Linked DNA regions of Canis lupus: region 2 is linked to region 1. A link is a contact called in public Hi-C data. All regions are on one chromosome and are shown on one strand. Each heading gives the region's core, a stretch centred on a gene start, on an enhancer-like site or on the middle of the called end of the contact. The rest is flanking DNA. Distances are from core to core; before and after follow the strand shown.

The links. A called contact is a pair of places that touch in the nucleus more often than the background predicts.
Region 2: a contact with region 1 is called in a Hi-C map of skin fibroblasts, with 2.3 times the contacts expected there. The contact joins the promoter of FXN here to the enhancer-like site in region 1. A contact is called at or near these places in 3 of 9 Hi-C or Micro-C datasets (amygdala, blood and skin fibroblasts).

The regions. Positions count from the first base shown.
Region 1 is chr1:88,864,975-88,872,580 of UU_Cfam_GSD_1.0, forward strand. All of the region lies in intron 2 of TJP2 (tight junction protein 2), which reads right to left. Among named protein-coding and RNA genes, the nearest start is that of TJP2, 36 kb to the right of the region's middle. Within about 2 kb of position 4,992, at least 5 of the 20 cell types and tissues checked have an H3K27ac peak or open chromatin away from gene starts, as enhancers often do.
Region 2 is chr1:88,981,562-88,989,167 of UU_Cfam_GSD_1.0, forward strand. It overlaps FXN (frataxin), which reads right to left and starts at 3,312. Exons shown (of 5, transcript NM_001109958.1): 1 at 3,110-3,312. The coding sequence starts at 3,277.

The sequences.
Region 1 (7,606 bases), core at 3,742-6,241:
ATTTTTAACTCAGTTGTTTCTCCACATTTTATGGAAAAAATGGCTCACAGAAAAGTTTATCTTTAAAAAGTACATGACTAAAATTCCTGAATGTGAGGAGGTTTCAGGATTGACGAGGGTGACATGTGATTGCAGCTGCCTTTCTTAATTCCCTAACTTTTGTGGAATATCAGCTCATTCCAGAACTTGACTCACTGAAAAAAATCTAAAGGCCACTGGCAAATAAAAATAAAGGCTGTACTTAACAAAATATACAAAGCACCACACGGCCCTTCCTGAAGCTGTAATACTACTAGGTGAAATATTTATAGACACCTGGATCAAAATACATATATATTTATATCATTTTTGTTGAAGGAGTGAATTAGGTCAGTGCCCTTAAGAAGCTCCCCATCAGCTCTCTTTTCCACTCTCCAAACAGTGAAACCCTTTGTCCATTGTATTAACCACTGTAAACTGTTTGGACATCCATTGTTAGCCCTGGCCGACTGGGTAAGTCTGGCTAAAAAGAGATAAAATGGGATTCTGTCAATATATTTCTAGCACAATAAAATTTAAGCAGCTTTGCAAAGAACCAGCTCACTCTAACTACTACACCAGTGGCTGAAATGAAGTTTCACTGGTCACGCTTATCTTGGCACTTAAAATATTTGCATTCCTATTGCTTCAGATTTTTCTGCAAAGAGCCTTCCGGAGTAGCACTAGAGATAGAAGCTTAAAATAAAATGTTAATCAATAAATCACTTGGTCAACTCACCTCAAAGCAATAATAGTAAGGTCCCTAGGAAGTAAAAAATTGATTCAATTGATTCAAGATGTTTAAATGTCTAAAGAGCAATACAGTGTAGCCCACATTTCATAATAGAAGCTAGAAATAGGGCAGTCACTATTGTCCAGTGTTTTGGTAGTGTGCTGTAAGCATGAGATTCTAGGCACCAAATAGGATAAAAATGTAGTTTCTTTCCATTTCATTTGTCAAAAGACAAAGGCAGTTAAAGACCCAAAAAGGGAATATCCTTTTTAGCCTATCTTATCAACAGGATTTTTTTTTTAAAGATTTTATTTATTTATCCATGACAGACAGAGAGAGAGGCAAAAACACAGGCAGAGGGAGAAGCAGGCTCCATGCAGGGAGCCCTATGCAGGACTCAATCATTGGACCCCGGGATCACGCCCCAAGCCAAAGGCAGACACTCAACCACTGAGCCACCCAGTTGTCCCTATCAACAAGATTTATATATCATCTTTTTGTTTATTAAAAACTAACAAGTCAGAAAGAATTCAAAAAGAAAACACTCAAGTTTCATAAAGTATACATCAAAACAGCTGTTCTTAGAATTAAGTCACCTTTCAGTTTCTACATTAATAGGTAAGCTTGCAAATTATAATTTCTCAAGCTTATTCATAAAGAAAAGTACCTAGAATCACAGATTAGTTGCCAAAGAAGCTGAGGCCCTTCAGAGAAATAATTAATGTGACAGGTAGGTCTTAGAGCAGCATCCATCCTCCAGCAGGTGACTATAAAGTCAAAAGACAGATTCTGAATGTGTGTGACAGAAAGCGGTCTTAGGACTCCTTGGACATCATGTTCTTCTGTAATAATGAGAACGCTAATAAGTTACAACCACTGCCATTTAGGTTGCCAGTGCAACCCTCAGAGGCATCTATTCCATTTCTGGTTGGCTGGCACCCATCTTCCTGTACTCCCAGCAGCCAGAAACCCCCCAACCTTTGGCCAACACAGTGCACTTGTTTAAGATCTAGAGGGAGGCCAGGAAAGCAGATGCCATTGTTTCCTTTTTTCCTATAGCAGCAGTTTCGGGGCAAAAGTAGATTTGCCAGACCTGAGCTCTGCAGCTGTCACTAAATTCCCTATCATTTCAGCCACCTCTGAGCTGCACAGGCTGAGAAGGTGGCAGAGGGTCTGCAAGGTCCTGGCTCTGGGCCACAGCAGCTTTCTGACTTTCTGGGGGGCAAGTACGAAAGCCAGTGGCACTTAATGCTCTTAATGTAGGCACTTAATGCTCTCCTCTAAATGCATTTCTCCTTAAAAGAACTAAAATGTTGTCTCTCCTCTTCACTGCCCCTTGACTAGTCAGGTACACAGAGCCTATTTCACAGCTGAGAAAAACTGAACATGAAAAAAGTAAACTGCCTGAGGTAGAACAAGCAAGTGGCAGGACAAAGGAATTCACACTCAGGTCTGCCTGACTTCAGAGTTACAGAATGAAAGTTAAACATATCCCCAGCATATGATCCAGCATTTCTACTCCTAGGAATTGAGATAAAAGAAATGAGTGCATAAGTCCACAAAGCAAGGTGTAGGTGGTTTCCCTAGCAGCTTTAATCATGATAGGAGAAAACACAAACAAACCTTGACAACGATGTAAATATCCATCAGCAGAAGAATGGATAAACAAACTGTGGTGAACTCATATAAATGGAATACTACTCGGCAACAAACAAGAACTACTGAATCACATAACAATATGGATGAATCTCAGAGAAGTTATGTTGAGCAAAAGAAGCCAGACACAAAATGTTGACTTCATTTATATAGATTCTCTCCAAGTCAAGAAAACTATCCCATGGTGAGAGAAGTCAGAAGAGAGTTTCCCTCCAGGGTAAGGTAGTAACAGAAGGAAAAAGTGGCGAGAGAAGCTTCTAGAGTGATGGAAAGTCTTGTTTTTTTTTTTTTTATCTAGGTGGTAATCACACAGGTGAATACATTCATGTAAGCATTCATCCAGCTCTGGAACCAGATAGTGGTATCTGCACGATACTGTGGATGTACTAAATGCCACTGAACTGTATACTTTAAAATGGTTAAAATGGTGGATCTTATGTGCTTTACCACAACAAAAACAAATTTATCAAGCTGTCCCCTTGAGATCTATGCATGTTACTGTATGTAAATTATACTTCAACAAAACACCAGAAAAACAAAAATATTAAAAAAGCTTCATTATGAATAAACAAGGTTGCAAGGATAGACCCTGGATACCACCCACTGTTTCTATGGGAAAATTTTTCTGCTTTCCTGCACATTTTTTTAACCTCAGTTCTTTGGTAAATTGAGTCCACCTTTCCTGCCTCTTCCTGATTTGGGTAAAAACATCTGCAAACTGTGCACTTAAGCAGTATGAGAAATATTTCTCCCAGACCTTTAATTAAAATTCAAATTCAGGTCTGTTAGAAAGAAGGCCACCGGTATTCAAGATGAACCCCGTGCCTCTTCACTTCAGTGTGTTGCCGCTTGCCTGTTTTTAGACTCCAATAATAACACCAGTAGGAAACGCACAAATGTTTCCAGTTCCCTTTCTGGAAAATCTCAATGAGTGTTGAAGATGCCACAAATCTCTCTCCCCTCTTAAAACTCATGCAGACACTAAACAGACCAGCCCAGGGTAGGCAAAGTGTTCTGCCTCAAGTTATGCTGAAAACCTCAGAAGTGCCTAAAGTGATGCCTAAACTCGAGCAACAGTGAGTGATTTTGTGTTAGTTGGTGAACAACGAGAGCCTACAGCAGTAACCAGGTAGCTCATCTTCAGCGCATTTGTGAAGAACAAACCAGAATAGGCTCCCAGCTCCAGGCCTGCCTTACCTTCCTCCTGCTAGAGGCAATGTGGCCCCTGTAAGAGAAGCCCACAGAAAAAGAAGGGGGAATTGGAGACTCCCAGTATGCAGCTCTTAATGGGAAGAGTGGAGGGGAAGAAGAAAGAAAAAGAATGATCCTCAAGAAGCAATGCAGGATAACTGCAGATACTGGCTTGGGCTGCAGAGCAAGGAAGAGAATACAGCACATGGTGTGGTGGTACATTATTTAAGCTGCAACTGAATAATAGATCTTTCTAGCACTTCATGAGCTAAACTACTGCCATTCTTGGGTTCTCAGTTCGTCCTTCAGAAAAATATCTTTCAGAGAAAATCCACTGGACCTTTTCTTAAAAGAAAAAACCAGAAAGAAAACAACACAAGTGTTTTAAGGAGCATGAAAATACTTTAAGATAACAAGAACCATGAGAAATTATTTAGAATGTTCTCCAGGCTTTATACCCACTTAGAACCTTAAGCACTGGAGAAGACTTCAGACTTTAAATACAACTACTCATTTCCCTATAAAGAAACTTAGATTTACATGCCTTAGCCGCAGTCACCCAGCTAATTAGTACAGCTTATATACCACTACAGAGAAGGTCCAGACGTATATACATCTACAGTTTTTTTCTTACTCACAGACAATCCATCCACTCACTATATAAATGTCAGGAATCCACTCTTCTGAGTTCCCACTGAGTCTTCAATTCTTACTGGTTTATGCAACAAAAGCCTTCCCCAGATCCAGTCAGTTCAGTGTGGCAAATTTGGTGGATATGTTTGGTGTCCTATAAGCTGCTGGGGTTACCCAGATGACTCAGACCAAGGAGGGGCTCAGGCAGACGGGAAGTGACTGGCATGGAGCAGACATGATAAGGGCTCTAATAAATACTGGCATGTGCACACCAGCCAATCACAGGCAAGAAGGAAACTGATTCAGCTGAGTGAAGAAGGGTAAGGAAGGAACCAGGCTTCTAAAAATGAGCTCACAGGGACGTTCCTTCTAAACAAGTCATTCTTTTTCAAAAACAGAAATGGTTAATTTTACTAATCAATTCCCTAAAATAATTTCATTCTGCTTTTGCCAGATAATATTTACAAGCAGTTTCTCATGGACTGAGAATGAGCTGGCTGCCTCTCAGAGCATACACTATCCTCCTTCCCACACAGACTTAGGGTCTCAGGTGTGCTTGACTGCATAAGGCAAAAAAGAACCTCACAACCTAGAACTTGGAACATTTCCTTTATTGCTGTGACAATAAATGGCTCTCAAAAAACAGTTCTCAGGGAGCCTTGGTGGCTTAGTAGGTTAAGTATCTGCCTTTGGGCTTGGGTCATGATCTCAGGGTCCTGGGATCAAGCCCCACGTTGGGCTCCCTGCTCAGGGGGGAGTCTGCTTCTCCCTCTCTCTTTGCCTCTGCCCCACCCCCACACTCTCTCTCTTAAAAAAAAGGTGGTTCTCAAGAAAGCCGTATCAGACCATATATCCTCCTCAGAGGAACAAACATCTTAGAAGCTACAATTCTAAGAAAAGTTCATTTATGGGGATCCCTGGGTGGCTCAGGGGTTTAGCACCTGCCTTTGGCCCAGGGCGCGATCCTGGAGTCCCGGGATCGAGTCCCGCGTCGGGCTCCCGGCATGCAGCCTGCTTCTCCCTCTGCCTGTGTCTCTGTCCTCTCTCTCTCTCTATGTCTATCATAAATAAATAAAAATAAATCCTTAAAAAAAAGAAAAAAAGAAAAGTTCATTTATTCCTACTGATGATCAGAAAGCATTATTTCCCCCTGTTCACCTTCAACTAGAATGACAAGAGTATCTGCAGTGTTCTCTCATCTCTACCAAAGCTTTTCTTTAATACAATGGCAAAGATATAACTGGACGTTAATCATTATCTGCTAATTACAGTCTAATAACTGTTACCTACCAGGAAGACTATCCTAATAACTGTCTCAAAATATATTATTTATATCCCCCTCCCAATGCCTCTGGCTTGTCACTAACTATAAATATATAACTATGTATTTAGTCTCATAGAGAGTGTTTATCAGATGAGGCATACTGTAATTAAGGTTTCAAAAGATGATGCCATTTTTTTCTTGTGAACATAATGTATATATTCATGTAGCTGATTAAAATCTACAACAGAAAATAATAATCTCCCTATTAATTAATTAATTCTGAAGTCCATCTTTATATATGCATATAGGTAAAATTTAGAAAACATTTGTATTCAAGGACAGGACATGAGATCTTCGCCATAATTAATGGTTTCATTTGAATTTTTTTTTGGTCAGTCCAGCTTCTTAAGTACAAATATTTTATTCACAAAATATTTTTTTAAAGATTTTATTTATTCATGAGAGACACAGAGAGAGAGAGACATAGGCAGAGAGAGAAGCAGGCTCCATGCAGGGAGCCGGATGCAGGACTCGATCCCAGGACCCCAAGATCATGCCTTGAGCCAAAGGCAGAAGCTCAACCAATGAGCCACCCAGGTGTCCCTCACAAAAGATTTCTGAAGTGTATGCTTTCACCACTCCTAACTCCTAACATTCCTACCACCCCCTAAATCTCTCTCTCTCTCTCTCTCTCTCTCACACACACACACACACACGTGTGCAATGTTGGGAAAGGACAAACAGAAGCAAACTATAAGTTGTGAATATTATAATTAGGAAATATTAGTCTGAAAGTTAAAATAAACATTATTACAAACACGCATATTGCTATGATCTAAAAATGTAAAAGATATAGGGGATCCCTGGGTGGCGCAGTAGTTTGGCGCCTGCCTTTGGCCCAGGGCACGATCCTGGAGACCCGGGATCGAATCCCATGTCGGGCTCCCAGTGCATGGAGCCTGCTTCTCCCTCTGCCTGTGTCTCTGCCTCTCTCTCTCTGTGTGACTATCATAAATAAATAAAAATTAAAAAAAAAAAAAAAGATATGGGAGCACCCAGTTGGCTCAGGGGGTAGGCATCTAACTATTGATCTTGGGGTCGTGAGCTCGAGCCCCACCTTGTGAGATAGAGTTCGCTTAATAAAAAGAAAAAAGGGCAAGATGGATAAGTGATTAAGAAAGAATGTGTTATGTTTTTAAGATTAAAGACCTGATTTAACTGTAACTATCTGGCAGAGGCACTAAACAAATATCTGCGTAGATTTAAAATGACTAAAGTACAAGTTCCTAATTGAAGGCTAAGTAGTTCACGTAAAAGGTGTGCATGCACACACATGATTAAGTATTTTGGTGACTGAAACAAAGTGTTTTCTATTCTGGTTTTATTTACCTACCATGACCATGAACTTCAATTGCTCATTTTTTTCTAGGTCAAGGCAGGGTTACTTTTTTTTTTTTTTTTTAGGGTTACTTTTTTTTTTAACCTCAAGACTTTCAATTCCTACTACCATCCTTGCCAGAGCCTACTTCAAAGACCAACATAAGGTACGTTTCTAAAAAATTAAATCCATTTTAGGGCGCCTGGCTTGCTCAGTTGCTGAAGTGTGCAACTCTTGATCTCGGGGTTTTGAGGGTTTTCTTTTTTTAAGATTTTATTTATTTATTCATGAGAGACACAGAAAGAGAGAGGCAGACACGGGCAGAAGGAGAAGCAGGCTTCATGCAGGGAGCCCAACGTGGGACTCGATCCCAGGTCTCCAGGATCACGCCCCGGGCTGAAGGTGGCACTAAACCGCTGAGCCACCCAGGCTGCCCGGGGTTTTGAGTTTAAGACCCATGTTGGTTGTAGAGATAACTTAAAAAATTAAACCTTTAAAAAATAATAAAAAATTAAATGCATTTACACGTGAGGCTATTTGGTTCTCTGTTGCCTTTGGCATTGCTGGATCAGGAAAGCAAGCTGTGCTCCAGAGCACAGCGATGTCCCTGTTGCAGAGCCCAAGTATTTCCTCCATTTTCAGTCCATCCTATCACAGATGTCACACCAACAGACTTCAAAATTGCAGAGTCGGGGGATCCCTGGGTGGCACAGCGGTTTGGCGCCTGCCTTTG
Region 2 (7,606 bases), core at 2,062-4,561, 110 kb after region 1:
ATCCCATGTCGGGCTCCCTGCATGGAGCCTGCTTCTCCCTCTGCCTGTGTCTCTGCCTCTCTCTCTCTCTCTCTCTCTCTCTCTCTCTCTCTGTGACTATCATAAATAAATAAAAATTAAGGGATCCCTGGGTGGCGCAGCGGTTTGGCGCCTGCCTTTGGCCCAGGGCGCGATCCCGGAGACCCGGGATCGAATCCCACGTCGGGCTCCCGGTGCATGGAGCCTGCTTCTCCCTCTGCCTGTGTCTCTGCCTCTCTCTCTCTCTCTCCTCTGTGACTATCATGAATAAATAAATAAAATCTTTAAAAAAAATAAAAATAAAAAATAAATAAATAAAAATTAAAAAAAAATTTTTAAAGTGAATTAGGTCATAACCTGCTTGCCAGGCCTGAGGCCAAAAGACCATGGGTCATAGGGATGATCTTGTTCCTCTACAAAAATTCACAGGTGTCTGCAAACATTCCGAGGTGTGCAGACATGGCTGCAGCAGCGGCTCATGGAGTTATGTAACAGATGGCAACATGTGGCAAGCTCTCCTTGGAGCTACCTCCAGTGCACCAGGGAAAGTTTGAGGATCAGTGCCTGATAGAACCAGATGCCTCCCTGGGCCACAGAGTTGCACACTTAGAAGGAAAGCATTTCTGTAGATTCTGGGTTCTACTGAGAACCCAGAATGTTGAGATGATAATATTTTGAAAAACGAGATTACATAAATGTAGTGTTGGAATCTTTTTTTAAAACTAACCTCTAGGCCCAACATGGGGCTTGAACTAATGACCCTGGGATGGAGAGTCATATACTCTATCAACTGAGCCAGCCAGGTGTCCCACTGTGGTATCGAAATTAATTTCACCTGCTTTTTTATATTCTGTCAACGTAATGTAGCTACTAGAAAATTTAGAATTACACACGCACCTCCCATTCTATTTCTTTTGCACGGTGCTGTAGAAGTAGGATAGGGAATAGAGAAAATAAGGATGGGGAAGAGGCCCACCCACTGAACTCAGGTCCTGGTGAGTTCTGGCGCGCAGAGACGTTAGGAGTCAGCCTGAGGACAGTTCAGGCCTTAAAACAAATTAAACAAGGTGATCCCAGTTGCCATCGTCATCCACCCAACTCCGCAAGTATTGGAGATGTGTAAGCGAACTTGTGTTACAGACAAGCTCAACAAACTCAATTAATTTACATGGTAGAGGAGGCCCAGTGGGGTGATTCAGGTTGATTACTATCTCCCAACCTCCCAAGACTCCTAATCCCAATGTGTGTCCAGTGCCCACCCGCTGCGTGGCAGCTCTAAGCTGGGCATGCTTCTGAGTCAACAGCCCTCAACAGCCACTAGGTACCATCCAAGAGACCATGCCATATCTTGTCACTGTCCTAAATTAAAAACTGCTGCCAATCCATGGCCCACAGGGGTCGAAGTGCAAGCCAGGGCAGCTCCAGGTGGGAACAGCACAGAACAGCCCAGGAGAAGGGTAATGTCTGTGTTCTGCACTGGGACATCGTGGAACCAGCATGGTCACAACTGCCTATTTTTCTGGAGAAGCTGCAAGATCCAGTATCAAAGGTCCCAACTTTGAGTGTTGGCAACCAATTCTAACTTTTCTTCACACACGGTCAAATAACAGGGCCGTGGGAAGTTTAAGTCTAAAGTCCCAATTCCAGAGCTCCACAGGCAATTTGGGCTGGACTTCACCTGCCTTCCTCACCACGCAGGGTCCACCCAGCCACTCAGCTACTGTCCACCTGCCTACCCGGCCCAGGCAGGTCCCCCTTTTAGGATGCTGCTCTCTTGCCACCTCCAAGCGCCACCTCCAAGCCGGGTTACACATCCCGTCTACCCCGCTGAGTCTTCCTCACTCCACAGCCACTCCTTGGGCTGCCTCCTCTCAGGTCTTGGGATTGCCTGGGTCAGATGCTTCACTGCATCCCCAAGGGAAGGAAAGAGAATTAACTCCCAGAGCTGAAGACTTTATTATCACGTTCAGCCAACTGGATCCTCACCCCAGCTCGGCGGGATGAATGTCCTCATCCTTTCATCTCTAGACCGAAAAGGAAGCCAGGCCTCTGGGAGGGGTGGTCCCCGGGGTCGCAGAGCTCTGCAGAACCAGGCCGAGGAACCCAGGCCGGGTCCTATTCCAAAAGCTTTGCTGCGCTACCTACTGCGCTCCAGGGCCTTGGTAGTTCCACCTGGCTCCAAGGAAGCTTTTCGTTCATAAAAGCACATTCTTGAACACATTGCTCTAGAGTTATAAACACACACTACTACACACTGCTTTGTTGGTATGTGTGCTGTTTCAGTCTATTTACATATATTTACGCAGATGCTAGGATCATCTGCCATACACATGTGTGGTGCAGTACCCAGTACCGTATATAGTAGCACTTAAACCTTAGTTCTGGCAGAGGGAGGCGGCGAGCTGGGCGACCACCACGGACCCCCGGGAGCGGGTCCCCCGCCACCTTCCCTCCGTGGGCGGTCGGGCGGGTGCCGGGCCTCCGCGCTGCGTGTCCCCCGCCGTGGCAATGCACTGCCCTTTCGCACCGGAAAGCAGAGGCCGGTGCAAACGTGACCCCGGGCACCAGGAGGCGGGCTGCGCGGCCGGGCACCCCGCGGAGAGGGCAGCGCGCTCCCCCGCCGCCCGCCGCCCGCAGAGCGCGTCCCCGCCCGCAGAGCGCGTCCCCCGCGGGCAGAGCGCATGCCCGGCCGGCAGAGCGCGTCCCCGGCCGCAGAGCGCATGCCCGGCCGGCAGAGCGCGTCCCCGGCCGCAGAGCGCATGCCTGACCGGCAGAGCGCACGTCCGGCCAGGAGAGCGCGTTCCCGCCCGCAGAGCGCGTCTCCCGCGGGCAGAGCGCGTGCCCGACCGGCAGAGCGCGTCCCCTGCCGCAGAGCGCATGCCCGGCCGGCAGAGCGCGTCCCCGGCCGCAGAGCTCGTCTCCCGCGGGCAGAGCGCATGCCCGGCCGGCAGAGCGCGCCCCCGCCCGCAGAGCGCGTCCCCGGGCCGCGGCGCCGCCGGAGCCCCGTGAGCGCGCGTGCCCGCAGCGTCCCAGCGTGCGCGGCCTCCTCCGCCCGCCTGCGGCCCGGTCGGCTGCGCGGCGCGGTACTCACGGCGTGGCTGGGCCCGCGGGCCGCTCCTGTCCCGACGCGCAGCCCCCGGCCGCCGTGGAGCGGGGCGGCCCTCGTGGGCCCCCGGGTCCCCGCGCCGGCCGCGGCTGAGCCCGGGGGTGCCGAGCGGGGCAGGAGGCCGGCGGCGGCGCGGCGCCCGAGCGTCCACATGCTCCTCGCGGTCTGCGGCCGCTCCGCCCTCCGGCTCCGGGGACGCCGCGGCGACACCTGCTGGCTACGGGCGGCAGGCGGCGCGGTGGGGCTCGGCGCTCCGGCGGGCTGCGGGCTGCGGGCTGCGGGACGGGCCCGGGGTGGACCCGGGAAGCGCTTCCCCGCCTTGCACGGCCTCCGTATTTGACAGAGGGAGAGCGCGCTGCGTGCAAAGCACAGGGCTTGCCCCCGGCAACAGGCGAAGGCGTGACCTCGGTCCTCGGTCCTCGGAGCCTTGGGCCTGGCGACCCACGGCTGCAGGGTTCTAGCCAGGAAGGGTTTGCGAGCTGCAGCCTTGCTGGGACCTGGACGCGGCGCAGGCCTTGAACCCGCTTGGCTGTGCGAGGTTGGAGCCCTTGGGACCCGCACACTGCAGAGGGATTGCCCGGTTTGCGGCCGAACTCTGTACTTGGCAGCTGTGTGACCAGTGGGCGGGTTAATTCACTTCTCCGTGCCTCATCTGGAAAGCGTGGTTTATAAAAAGTTTCTTCTTAGGTTTTTTTTTTTTTTTTTTAGATTTTATTTATTCATGATAGACATAGAGAGGCAGAGACACAGGCAGAGGGGGAAGCAGGCTCCATGCCAGGAGCCCGAGGCGGGACTTGATCCCGGGACCCCAGGATCGTACCCTGGGCCAAAGGCGGGTGTTAAACCGATGAGCCACCCAGGGATCCCCTTCTTAGGGTTGTTTTAAGGATAAAATGAGTTAATCTATGTAAAGGGTTTTTTTTTTTTTTTTTTAGACTCTGCTAAATGCACGCTATTAAGTTGTTAATACATTTTAAGTAAAAGACAGTTTTACTTAGGTTGTATATTGCAAAGGAATGCAAATTGTGGGAATGCAAATTGTGAACATTTATATTTTTATTTATTTTTAAAGATTTGTTTGTTTATTCATGAGAGACGAGAGAGAGAGAGAGAGAGAGAGACAGAGAGAGGAGAGAGAGAGGCAGAGACCTAGGCAGAGGGAGAAGTGGGGAGCCATATGTGGGGCTCAATCCTGAGATTACTGGACCACACCTTGAGCTGAAGGCAGATGCTCAACCATTGAGCTACTCAGGCGTCCCTTTATTTATTTGACACAGAGAAACCACGGAGAAGCAGGTGGAGTGGCAGGAAGAGGCAGAGGGAGAGGGAGAAGCAGGCTCTCTCTGAGCAGGGAGCCCCATGTGAGATTTGATCCCAGGACCCTGGGCCTGTGACCTGAGCAGAAGGCAGACACTTAACCGATTGAGCCACCCTGGGACTCCTTCATATTTTTTTAAAAATATTATTTATTTATTTATTCATGGGAGACATACACACACACACACACACAGAGGCAGAGACACAGGCAGAGGGAGAAGCAGGCTCCATGCAGGGAGCCCGGTGCGGGACTCGATCCCGGGTCTCCAGGACTACGCCCTGGGCCAAAGGCAGGCACCAAACCGCTGAGCCATCCAGGGATCCCCATTCCTTCATATTTCATATAGGCTTGAGAAAATACCACGTGCATATGAGAGAATATAATTTTATGGGGAAGGTAGTGGGTGTCAAGTTTTTCTAAAGCCACCTTGGTACTTTGTGAATAGTGGAGATAAGACACAGATACAGATGTGTGAGGCACTAAATGACAAGTGTCAAGAACACAAATTATCAGGTATCAGCACCAAGTGGGAGAGTACAACAACTAAGGGTGGGGACAATCAAGGGAGCCCTCACGGAGGAGGTGGCATTTGCACAGGGCCTTGCAAAAATAGGGTAGAGGAGGTGGGACCTAATTGACTGTCAGAGAGGTAGTCCCGGGGCATTCTTTTGGATGAAAGACATTCTCTTGCCTTCAGTTAACTCTAAGTCATTTATTGAGCACCTGTTATGCTGGGCATGCAGAAGCCACTTCCCCCTGTAAATTATCTGGAGATACATTTGATAGTTGAAACTAAGTGGGAATGGGGGACGTGTGTGCTACTGGCATATAGTGGGGAGAGCCCAGAGATGCTGTGCAATAGACAGGATGGTCCCCTGCAACACAGAATTATCCAGTACAGAATGGTAATGGTGCCAGGGCTGAGAAGCGCTCACAGAGGCCTCACCAGTAAGCCCTCACTAGAGACAAAGGGAAGTGTTTTGGTTGCCAGCCACAGCTCCAGACCCTGCCATACTAATAGTGAGGCTTTTCTCACAGCCTCAGAACTTTATTATATACTTGGGGAGTTGCACTATTATTAACCAGCATGCTTAGCATGTTCTGGCATAGGGAAGGCCCTGGTACCTGCTCCCAAAGTTTGCTCCCTGCAAAGTGGATATCCCTGCCCCGTCTTTTCGGTCAAGGAAGCAGGCTCAGAGTAGCAGAGCAGAGAACACAAAGGCCTCGCAAGAATCTGTGCTTCTCAGTCAGACTGGGAAAGACATATCTTATGATTTCACTCATATGTGGACTCTAAACAAAGAAACAAAATTCAATGAATAAACAAAACTGAGAATCAGACCTGTAAACACAGAGATCAAACTGATGGTTGTCAGAGGGGCAGCTGGGGGATGGAGGTGGAGAGATGGGCAAATGGGTGAAGGGGGGTGGGAGATGGGCCTCTGGTTATGTGCTGAATGAGTCATGGAATGAAAGTGGGGAATGCAGTCAGTGGTACTGTAGTAGTGATTTGTGGGGACAGGTGGCAGCTACACTTGTGAGCACAGCATGATGTTTGGACTCTTGCAGTCGCTACGTTGTACACCTGGAACTAATGTAACATTGTCAACTACACTCAAAAAAAAAAAAAAAAAAACGGCTCTGGACTTATGGAGGTGATCAAAGGGAATTATGCACACATAGAAGCTTGGGCACTGTGACTTGTGCAGAGATGTTGAAGGGCCCTGTAGGCCCCCAGAGCCTTTCCCCCCCTCTCTATTTCTTCAGCCCAAGGGCAGGTGCAGGATGGTGTTGTGTAGACAATCCCAACGCCTATGTACGTGGTGGTGGGAGAGAATTCCCCTAGAGCTCACATTCTCGGCTTTTAGAGGACTTTGATGGGACTTATTCTAGGCAATGATTCTCAAGATGTTTGGACCAGCAGCTTTAGCAGCACCTGGGAATCTGTTAGGAGAGCAAATTCTGGGGCACCTGGCTGACTTGGTTGGGCATCTGCCTTCAGCCCATGTCATAGTCCTAGGGTCCTGAGATGGAGCCCTGCCTCAGGCTCTCTGCTCAGCAGGGAGCTGGCTTCCCCCCTCTCCTTCTGCTTGCTGCTCCCGTGCTTGTACTCTTGCTCTGTCTCTCTGTCAAATAAGTAAATAAAATCTGTATTTAAAAAAGAAAAAGAAAAGCAAATTCTCAAGCTCTGTCCACACCTACTGGATCAGAAACTCCAGCAGCAGGGCCCAGGAATCTGTGGTTTAACAAGTCCTCCAGGGAAATTGGATGCTTCCAGAAGTGTGAGAACCACTATAGTAGGGTATGTCTTGGATGAAATTGTGAATTTAGCCAAAGTCACCAGAATGATCTATTTTTTTAAAGACGGTATCTGCTAGAAAAGCAGATTTTATTTTATTTTATTATTTTTTAAAAGATTTATTTATTTATTTATTTATTTATTTATTTATTTATTTATTTATTTATTATAGATATATAGAGAGAGGCAGAGACACAGGCAGAGGGAGAAGCAGGCTCCATGCTGGGAGGCTGATGCAGGACTCGATCCCAGGACCCCAGGATCACGCCCTAGGCCAAAGGCAGGTGCCAAACCGCTGAGCCACCCAGGGATCCCTGCAGATTTTATTTTAAAAAATTATTTATATTTATTTTTATATTTTGAAAGATTTTATTTATTCATGAGAGACACACAGAGAGAGGCAGAGACATAGGCAGAGGGAGAAGCAGGCTCCATGCAGGGAGCCCGATGTGGGACTTGATCCCAGGACCCCTGGATCACAACCTGAGCCAAACACAGAAGCTCAACCACTGAGCCACCCAGGTGTCCCCCAAATTATTTATTTTTAATTGAAGTATAGTTGATCTACAATATTATGTTAATTTAATTTCAGGTGTACAATATAGTGATTCAACAATTCTATACATGACACTATCCTCACCATGATAAGCGTAGTTGCGATCTGTCATCATACATTATTACAATATTACCGACCATATTCCCTATGCTGTACTTTTCATCCCCATGGCTTATTTATTTTATAAGTGGAAGTTTGTATCTCTTAATCCCCTTCCCCTATTTTGCTCATCCCCCATCTGCCCCTCCTCTGGCAACTACCAGTTTGTTCTGGGTATTGATCAATCTGGTTTTTTGCTTGTTTACTTGT